Regions from separate parts of the Triticum aestivum genome. Here regions 2 and 3 are each linked to region 1. A link is a contact called in public Hi-C data. All regions are on one chromosome and are shown on one strand. Each heading gives the region's core, a stretch centred on a gene start, on an enhancer-like site or on the middle of the called end of the contact. The rest is flanking DNA. Distances are from core to core; before and after follow the strand shown. Region 1 holds the start of LOC123099012 (TVP38/TMEM64 family membrane protein slr0305). Region 2 has its middle 60 kb from the start of LOC123099015. Region 3 has its middle 5.7 kb from the start of LOC123099016.

Region 1 (3,052 bases), core at 230-2,729:
CAGTGACTGCTGCTAGCTGGCGTCGATGTTGCTGCTACCACGCTATGTGGACTTGGAACCAACACGACGAGGTGCTACTACAATCGACGTGCGTCCGTGCTTCAACTTGCACACAACAGTGCTAGGATCGACACGTCATGTTGCTACGACCAGTGTGCGGCAACGACGACCATTGTCGTTCGATGTCGACGGCTGCAACCGGCGACGACAAATGCTACAACCCTCCACCGTGATGCTCTTACCCGCGCGGGGACGGCGCCACGAGAGGTGATGGAACTGGTAGGCGGATTGCTGGAACCGTAATCCCCGGATGCTACCATGACGACTCTCGGATGCTGCATCCATGACGACTCTCGGATGCTGCATCAATGACCACCACGCGCTGGACCCGTGGCCACCGGATGCTGCATCCACGCCCACTAAATGCTGGGACCAGCAGAGATGAGTGCTGGCAACCCACGACGTTACAGCTGCGGCAACCGTCGACGTGCCGCGAAGGCGTTCAAGACGGCGGCACGGTGGGCAGCCACAGGGAATGCTTACAATCACGACGCTGGAGGCTGCTATGGTGGACAGCCAACTTAGGGGCGCGGCTAATTTTTGCGAGAGTTTAGGTACCCGCGGCGTGCAGGGGATGAGCGTGGGTTGGAAGAAACCAACAAAAGGGGGTGTGTCGCTTTGATCTGACGGCTACGGCTACAGGAGAGGGCATCCAACGAGCTGGGAGCGACCGATCGAAAATTGGGCTGGCTGACTGGCGCATAGCACTGGCCTTTAGCAATTGAAGAAAATAATAAAATAATCTACCGCGTTGCTGCAAAATGCAAACTATTGACCGATCAAACCAGAAGATTATAAAGCATGTTATCCAAGGCATGAGATATACTAGTAGTGCCTTTGAACACAAGGAAGCGAGTTGCAGTTGTCAACTCTCGACCGTATTATTCTCGCATATATCGTTCGTCTTCAAAGTCCGCAGCCAAGGTGCGACAAACGTACCAGGAACCAGATACCGTAAGCAGCACTGAAAATGGTACTTCCTCCGTACACTAATATAAAAGCGTTTAGACCACTACATTAATGATCTAAACAAATACTCTTATATTAGTTTACAGAAGGAGCAGTGATCTAAACGCTCTTATATTATTAGTTTACAGAAGGAGTAGTAAAAAGAAAAGAATTTCTAGAGGCAAAAGAAAAGTCCCAGCTACTGGTCAAAACAGATTCATTCATCGGCGTGTTACGACTCACGGCGTGATACGTGTCACGTGGTGGGAAACTCGAATTTCACGAGCGAGCGGCACGGCAGTCGGCACGAGGACCTCCGCAGCTCGGCTCCCTGGGTGGACCCGCCGCGCCAGAGACACGAGTCGCACCCCGTCGAATATTCCGCTTCCCCGAGGGCAGGGGCAGTTTCGTCCCGCCGTCCACGTGGGCTAACCAACCGGTCCAACCCCCAATAGTGCGGGGCATTCAGGTACTTTCCCCGGCCCCGCCCAGCATTTTTGCCTTTTGCTTTTTGTTTCGCATTCGCAGTACGCGCTCTCTCTTTTCCCCTCTCCCCCCTCCCTTTGCCGCTTTCATTGTTCCCCTCCGCCGCGAGCTTCCAGAAGCGACGGAGAAGGGGAGGAGGAAGAAGCAAAGCTCTGGATCGATCTCCGCCCTCGGCATGGCGCGCGTGCTCCCTCTTGACATTGAGCCCGGGGAGGCACCCAGGTAGCGAGCGCGCACCTCTCCTCTCTCCAGCCGCCGCGGTCTCGGCTGCTTTTATTGATTTTTTCCTGCTCGGATTTTCATTTTTGGGCGAGCGATTCCGGCGAGAGGCTCGTCTCCTCTAGGCGTCAGGGCTTGGGTGGTAAGCAGTTAGGTCGCGGCCAGATTCCCGTTCGGAGGTTTATCAATCTGTTATTCCCTTGTTACTGCCCCAAACATAGGTTTAGGTACGCCAAATCGTGGCTTACTTTCGCTGTAGCTACTACCCATCTCGAGGCCGCCTTCCAAGCGAGCGGAAACGGGGTCATCTTGCTTTGCTATTATTCTTTGGTTATTATTCCCATCCACCTTTGTTACTAGTTTGTTGGAACAAAAATGATAAAGTAGTGATTAAATAAACGAAGTACTACTAGTACTAAGATTTTTGTGTGGTTCTCGTCTGGCATACTGGCCCCCCACCCCACCCCACCTGCTGCTGCTCACTCTGCTCCTGCAGCTGGCCATCCACCGCTGTCTGTCTGGGCGGTGGCTCCGGGATGGGGATCATTTCACGCTGCCGCCCACCCACCATTGATTAGAGCTGTGGGGCATGGGATTGCTACCTGTTACTACCAGCCTAATCCCGTGCACCAGCTATGTTTCAATATGACCCATGCATTCGGAACTTAGGAGGAATGACAGCAAAGAGGAGCGATCCTTTTCAGATTCTTAGTACCTAACGATCTTACGCTTGGTTTATGTCATCTTTTTCCTCATCCTCGGTTGTCCAAAGTTTCCGTAAATCTTGGTTTCCTTAAAAATTGCACATCTCATAGACATTGTAAGTTTGCAATTTCAGCAAACATGTATCTGCAGTTCTTAGTTTGATATGTGGGGTGAGGTTGGGATTTTGGATGAAAATGGTCGGATCTTGGTCCAAGGGCTTAAAAAGGTGACTGAGGTTCTAGCATAATTCAGGCAACTTATGAGCATGTTACATTCTGATATTGGCTTCAGATTATATGATCTTATTTTCCTTTCGGTTGTTGGTTGGGTTCCCTGTGCCCGGGTACCATGGTTTTGAAGATAACAGGTGTCTCATGAGCCCAGGATTCATTTAGGAATCCTTGTAGCACAGATCTCCATTCCTACTTGGACTAGGATATGAGTCACATTACTCTTAAGTTTTGCTTTGAGAAGGATCTAATGATGTATCCAGTTTGGGAATCTTACTTACATTAGCATGTTACATCCAATGCTACTTTGAATATCATGATTGAGCGACCGTTTGCTACACTACGCCATGCCAGCTAAACCAGTGCATTTGAGTGTGAGTTCAGTTATGTGTGTAAATAAGCTC
Region 2 (2,781 bases), core at 251-2,750, 270 kb after region 1:
GATGACAACGAGGGGTCGCCGGTTCCGTTCTGGACTCGGTGGGATTGCCCTTTATCTCTAGTGGTCTAAATGGTCTTATATTTGTTTACAGAGGGAGTAGTACCTACTGCACTGAAGGTCGGGGTGCCCGTTAGGGAGTTTTAATTGCTCAGAAGTGAAAAGCTTCTCGGGTGTTTTGTAATTTACTGGATATTCGAGTCAAACCCGTCTTCTGAGTCCGGATACCAGCATAGGGCAACTCTACTTGCTTATTATTGCAACAAAACAATGGATTGTAAATAGCAGAAGCATTGGGCATAGCAAAGAGAAACTAGCCGGATAGAAAACATAATCAAAACAATACATGTTAAATTATGTACTGGTTATGATATATAACAATCATTTCATAGTTGTGGAGAAAAATGATTGGAATTTTGATAGATATATATCAAGGACGTGACACAAGGTAAACTAACCCATGATGATGTCCCATGTGGAGATGTGTCTCCGGCGGATCTCGCGGGATTCGGTCGGTGTTTATCTTCGGTGGATCCACTTGGATCTGGCCTTCATTCGTCGGTCTCCATGTGTCTTTGGATCCTTCCATTTTACACTTCTATTTATCGGCGGCGGTTACTGTTCTGGTGCGGTGGTCCTATTGGGTCTTAGCACAACGACTTCTCGGCTGTCTACTACAACAAGGTTTGCTCGGCCTCAGCAAGGGAGGGACGATGTTGGTGGCATGCCTTCGGCTCGCTGCAGTACTTGTAGTCGTCGCTAGTTGGTCTACAAACCTGAATGTAATGCTTAATTCCAGTCTTCTTTGTACTACCTTGAAAGATGATGAATAGATTGAAAGTTTATCTGAAAAAAAACCCTCCTCCGCGAGATCCCATGACCGATTGAGGCATCCTCCACGATCCCATAACCTGTGTGTATGTTTTCTGTTAAAGCTTAATTAACTTGTGTTAATTATAAGGGAATCTCCCCTTGTACCAACCGCACGCAGTTGCCTCGCGTCGGTTCCTGCCATCTCTTCCCAGCGGATGCCTCTTCAATGCATCCCTTCTACTTGTATAAACACCTTCAATCACCTAATGAAAGAACACCCATTCACTTTTGCATCTGTCTTGATTGTCTCTCGTTCTCTAGTTAAAATATTTTCTATACAAAAATGCTTGGCCTGCGGGCTGCGGCCACCTTCGCCTAGCTCCAAAACACAATGGCAGCAGCAGCAGCAGCAGCGTAGATAAGCCAAGGAATTGATCCTCTACTTGCTTCTTGGGAGCCGCGCGAGCGCAGTCACTGTGCGCTGGCTGGTAGGTGGTCGTCTGGGCCCGCGTCGCAGCGGGTGACATGGTGCGCGCTCGCGGCGGAAGATATACACATTCCGCGCTGCTGCAGGCCTGCATGCACAGCTGGCCCGGCCCGCAGCGTGCAGTTTTGTCCTGAGTATAGGCTTACGTGCACTGGCTTCCTTACCCACCAGTCACTGGCATTCCGGCTCCACAGGGTGGTGGCCCGGCTGGCAATGCTAAGCTCAGAGGAATTAATAGCAGGGAATGAGAGCCTGCGCCGACACTGCCACGCTGTCCGCCGCTGCCATGGCCACGCCTCCTGCCAGGTGGGCCCCGCGGTGGGGACCCAGAACTTCGCTGCGGGGACACCACAGTTGCTCCTCTGTTCCTACATCCAGAGGCTTTCATGGCTTGTGTACCTGCTGCTGCTGGCCTCTCTCCCGTGGCACTGCCGTTGAGGGAGTACTGTGTCGGCACAGTGTGAAATTTTGTGAGAAAAACTGTAAAAAAAATACGGCCAAAAAAACTGTAAAAAAGGATAATATGTGGAAGCGAGTTATTTTCACGACTTGTCCTCAAGCGATTTATGGTCTCGCTTGAAAAAGTTTATGGCGTGTTCGGTTAGTTACCACTTGTTCCATGAGATCCAAGCCAGAACTCACAATATTGTGGTTGGCACATCTAGTGATCGGCACATGAGTTCTAGAAAGTCCCAAATTAAGCTAGTGTGGTTGCAAAGATTTTACGAAAAGGTGGTTTAGCTGTGTGTTATTGGAGAGAGCCACCCTCATTGTCAGCATGTATGGCTGTTTCACCCGCAAAAAATAGACAACATGTATGACTGTCACTCATTTGTTCTTGCGTCGAGTGGTTTCCATGGCTTGTGTACCCGGGGAACGTATCGGTGCACCGGCCCGGTTCATGCACAAGATGCGCCCGTGATAAATGAATGAGCCATTGGATAGAAACCTAGGGGAGATGATATAGCTGAAGATAGCTGGCACATTTGCGAAATAGTCCTTTTATTCCACACTCATTATCTCAGTCCCCCATCAATAAGTGTGTCTGTTTTCTTTTTCAAACAAAAAAGGGTCATATATTTTGAACCGAATGTCTGATTTTGAAACCGTTTGACCGCCATCTTTGTTTCAATGAGTTTTTTGAAACAAGATTAATGTCGATACATTCTCTGTGTACTAGCCCATCCCTACCGTCAAGAAAGAACTATGTTATAATAAGTTGTTTTGCGGGTAGATTTAACTAGTAACAAAAACCCGGTATCCGCAAATGAATAAGGTAATTATTTTTGCAACTTGTCGCAAACAATCATGATTTTACTAGTATTGAAAATTCACGCTACTTGTGTACTTACCTTTTTAGTTGATGTAGTTATCATTTCTGTCCGAGTAGCAAGACCTGAGGTAGAACTTGTGAAGGGATATTTACACTTCTTTGCTTCCCATTAGGCATGTGGTGACCACGGTGATATTACGTTAGCTTTGAA
Region 3 (2,865 bases), core at 192-2,691, 390 kb after region 1:
AACGTATAGAAAAGGCGAGAAATTGGCTATTCATAAATTGGTTATTACCCAGAAAAGGCGAGTATGTTCACAATCCAAATGCAAGCATGTGCATGTAGATGCAATATTTTTGTAACAATTAATGTACACCTATCATCAGGCTCCACTAATTAATGTCGGTGGGCCGTTGAAATCAACTAGCACCCACACAAATCGAGCATGCTTACAATTATAAAATATAATCAAATATGTTTTTCTGGATAATATAATATATTTAGTTTACTTAATAGCGTGGACAAGGATGCGTTGTGGTTACATTTGAATATTTATGCAACATTTTCAGTGATTTTTTTTTGCATGTTTTTGCTTTTGATGTGTTCATGTTATTTGATTTTTTAAGCAATGTGTTTAGTTAAACATTAATTTTTACAACAATATGCGTGTGTCATTGTCAATAAAAATTGTTCTCGCAATATGTTTGACTTAATATACAACAGTATGATGTTTATGGTAATGTCTCGACTCCAGCAATATCAAAGGTAGTAAAAATGTGTAAAAAATGGTAACTTCTTATGAATGCCAAGGAGAAAAATGTATGTTTCACCTACACTCCCCTGGTAAAAAATGATTTGTGCATGAGTGATCACTACCTCAAGCAAATACGAAATGAGTTTGGTATTCTCGCAAAAAAAAGTTGAGTTTGGCAAAAATCAGTTCTTTTTTCAATGCGAGAACATTAGATAGAGTTTGTTTGCTGTTGATCTGACAACACAAATCACGGCTTCCAATCTCAAAATTCGAGCCCACACAAATATCACATTTGGTTGGCAGGAATCAACATTGTCTCATCACTCGGTGACAAATAATTATTGTGGTCCCATAGAAAAATAAAATAATAATGTGGAACGAGTACTTAAAAACAAAAAGAATTAGATGATTGGGTCCATAATGTGCTTCCCTGGTCTACCACTAAAATTCTACAACATTCTTTTTACGAAATGCAGTCGGAGCTGCTTTCATTCCGATTAGAAAAGTGAGACAGTTACATCGATGGTAACTAAGGAAATCAAAAGAAGAACGAAAATCCGTTTCGAAAAAAAAAAGAAGAAGAACGAAAATCAATGGAGAGACGGTTAGTCAGGCTAAAAGGGTGTGTGGACCAACGCTTGAACATACGTTCTGCCCGTGCTCACCCATAGGCTAGCTTCCATCATCAGCTTGGCGAAGATAGCTTGAGTTCATGATATGGCGAGTAAATTGCAAAAAAAACCATCACAATTGTGGACCCTAAATCAAAAAACCACCACGTTTCTTTTTTTGTAAAAACCCACCGGCATTGTGCTGACAGCTTACCGAAAGCACTGATCAATCGATTAGAGCCGCTTGACGCTGAATCTGACAGGTGGATCCCGTTGTCAGATCGACGTGGCACAAGGCCAAACAGAGCGCGAGGAGACGGACATTAGGTGACCCAGTCAACCCCTGCTCTGTCTCAGTAATTTCCACAAACACCTAGCAGGCATCCCGCCGGCCGCCCAGCTAACCAGCGGCAGGAGCACAACGCCGTCGCCGGCGGTGCAGGAATGCGTCCAGGGCGACCGAGTGTGAGGTGGCGCGGCCGAGCTATGGAGGCCGAGCAGAGAGGTTGCGCCGCACCAGGGCGCGCACGGGCAGTCGGGGCAATGGGCGGAGCTCGAGCCCGTCCTCTCAACCATGGCGCTCGGGAGGCCGCAGGGCGACCAATAGAGGAAGCGGACAAGGGGGAAACTAGGGGAGAGGAGGTGGCCTTGATCTGGGACCTCGACGGCGAGGTAGGAGGAATCAGGGAAGCAGCAGCAGCGGAAAATTTCATCAACGACGGCGTCCGGCCGGAGATGAAGAAAGGAGGGCATCATCCTGGAGTCGCTTTGCTCCAGTTACTTCAGCGAACCATTACAGCGCGGGATGGGGAGGACGAAGGACATGGCGGCCTCTCGAGGATGCTCCGGTGGTCGCGTGGACAAGCGTCAGCGCACGCTCGGGCTTGAGGTGATCGGCGTGGAGGAGGCTGACTGGAGCGGCTCCGTGAACGGACGAGGTCGGCGAGGGTCAGCGACGCGCTAGCACTGGCGGTAGATGGCTTCCCAGTGGCAGCGCCCATGGCACGGTGGTGGACGGCTTCTTCCCGGCGGCGGTGCGCATGGCGCGGTGGTTGACAAGCTCGGGAGGCGGCGCGCGCTGGAGCAGAGAGGGACGAGGCGGAGGCTCACAAGCAGGCCGGTGCTGGAGCCGGTGGTGCGCCGGTCGGATGCGGATGCACCTTCTTTTCCCCCGGCAGCGCTTATGGGTAACGAAGAACTACAGAGGCTGACGTGTGGGTCCCATGTGCAGCTTCTTGTACAGGCTAAACACCGTGAGATTTTGGTGTCACGTCAGCACTGACGAAGGGACCCACTAGTCAGATTTAGCATCAACAAGTGTTGATCTGATCGATTAGTGCTTTCTGCAAACTATCACCTAGAAACCGGATTTTTTTTTTGCAAAAAAAACGAAACGTGGTGTTTTTTGATTTAGGGTCTACAATTATGGTGGTTTTTTGCAATTTACTCTGATATGGCTCTGAAAGTCCTAGTGTTTCGCTTCAACCAGATCAACCACCATACAAGGGCAATGATTGATCTCTAAAGCGCAGGGAAGTGCGCTCTCACCACTCTACAAGAGAAGGTTCGTCAGTTTCAGTCGCAAGAGCAGCTGACAGGTTGGCCTTTCTGATGAAGACCTGCCAAAGCGCTTGCGCAAAGGGGTAGATAGCAGCAAGGAGGTGCAAGGAGGATTCATGCGATTGTATACAGAGGAGGCATGCTTGGTTGTGTGGCCAACCGCACTTGGCGCAAGGTTGTCTGTAGT

The links. A called contact is a pair of places that touch in the nucleus more often than the background predicts.
Region 2: a contact with region 1 is called in a Hi-C map of leaf, with 3 times the contacts expected there. The contact joins the enhancer-like site here to the promoter of LOC123099012 in region 1. A contact is called at or near these places in 2 of 5 Hi-C or Micro-C datasets (both in leaf).
Region 3: a Hi-C map of leaf shows a contact between it and region 1, with 4 times the contacts expected there. The contact joins the enhancer-like site here to the promoter of LOC123099012 in region 1. A contact is called at or near these places in 2 of 5 Hi-C or Micro-C datasets (both in leaf).

The regions. Positions count from the first base shown.
Region 1 is chr4D:498,971,911-498,974,962 of IWGSC CS RefSeq v2.1, forward strand. LOC123099012 (TVP38/TMEM64 family membrane protein slr0305) reads left to right here and starts at 1,480. Exons shown (of 5, transcript XM_044521120.1): 1 at 1,480-1,716. The coding sequence starts at 1,670.
Region 2 is chr4D:499,241,846-499,244,626 of IWGSC CS RefSeq v2.1, forward strand. No RefSeq gene overlaps it. Among protein-coding and RNA genes, the nearest start is that of LOC123099015, 60 kb to the left of the region's middle. Within about 2 kb of position 1,501, at least 7 of the 8 cell types and tissues checked have an H3K27ac peak or open chromatin away from gene starts, as enhancers often do. A contact at or near this core is called in leaf, where this site is marked.
Region 3 is chr4D:499,363,695-499,366,559 of IWGSC CS RefSeq v2.1, forward strand. No RefSeq gene overlaps it. Among protein-coding and RNA genes, the nearest start is that of LOC123099016, 5.7 kb to the right of the region's middle. Within about 2 kb of position 1,442, at least 7 of the 8 cell types and tissues checked have an H3K27ac peak or open chromatin away from gene starts, as enhancers often do. A contact at or near this core is called in leaf, where this site is marked.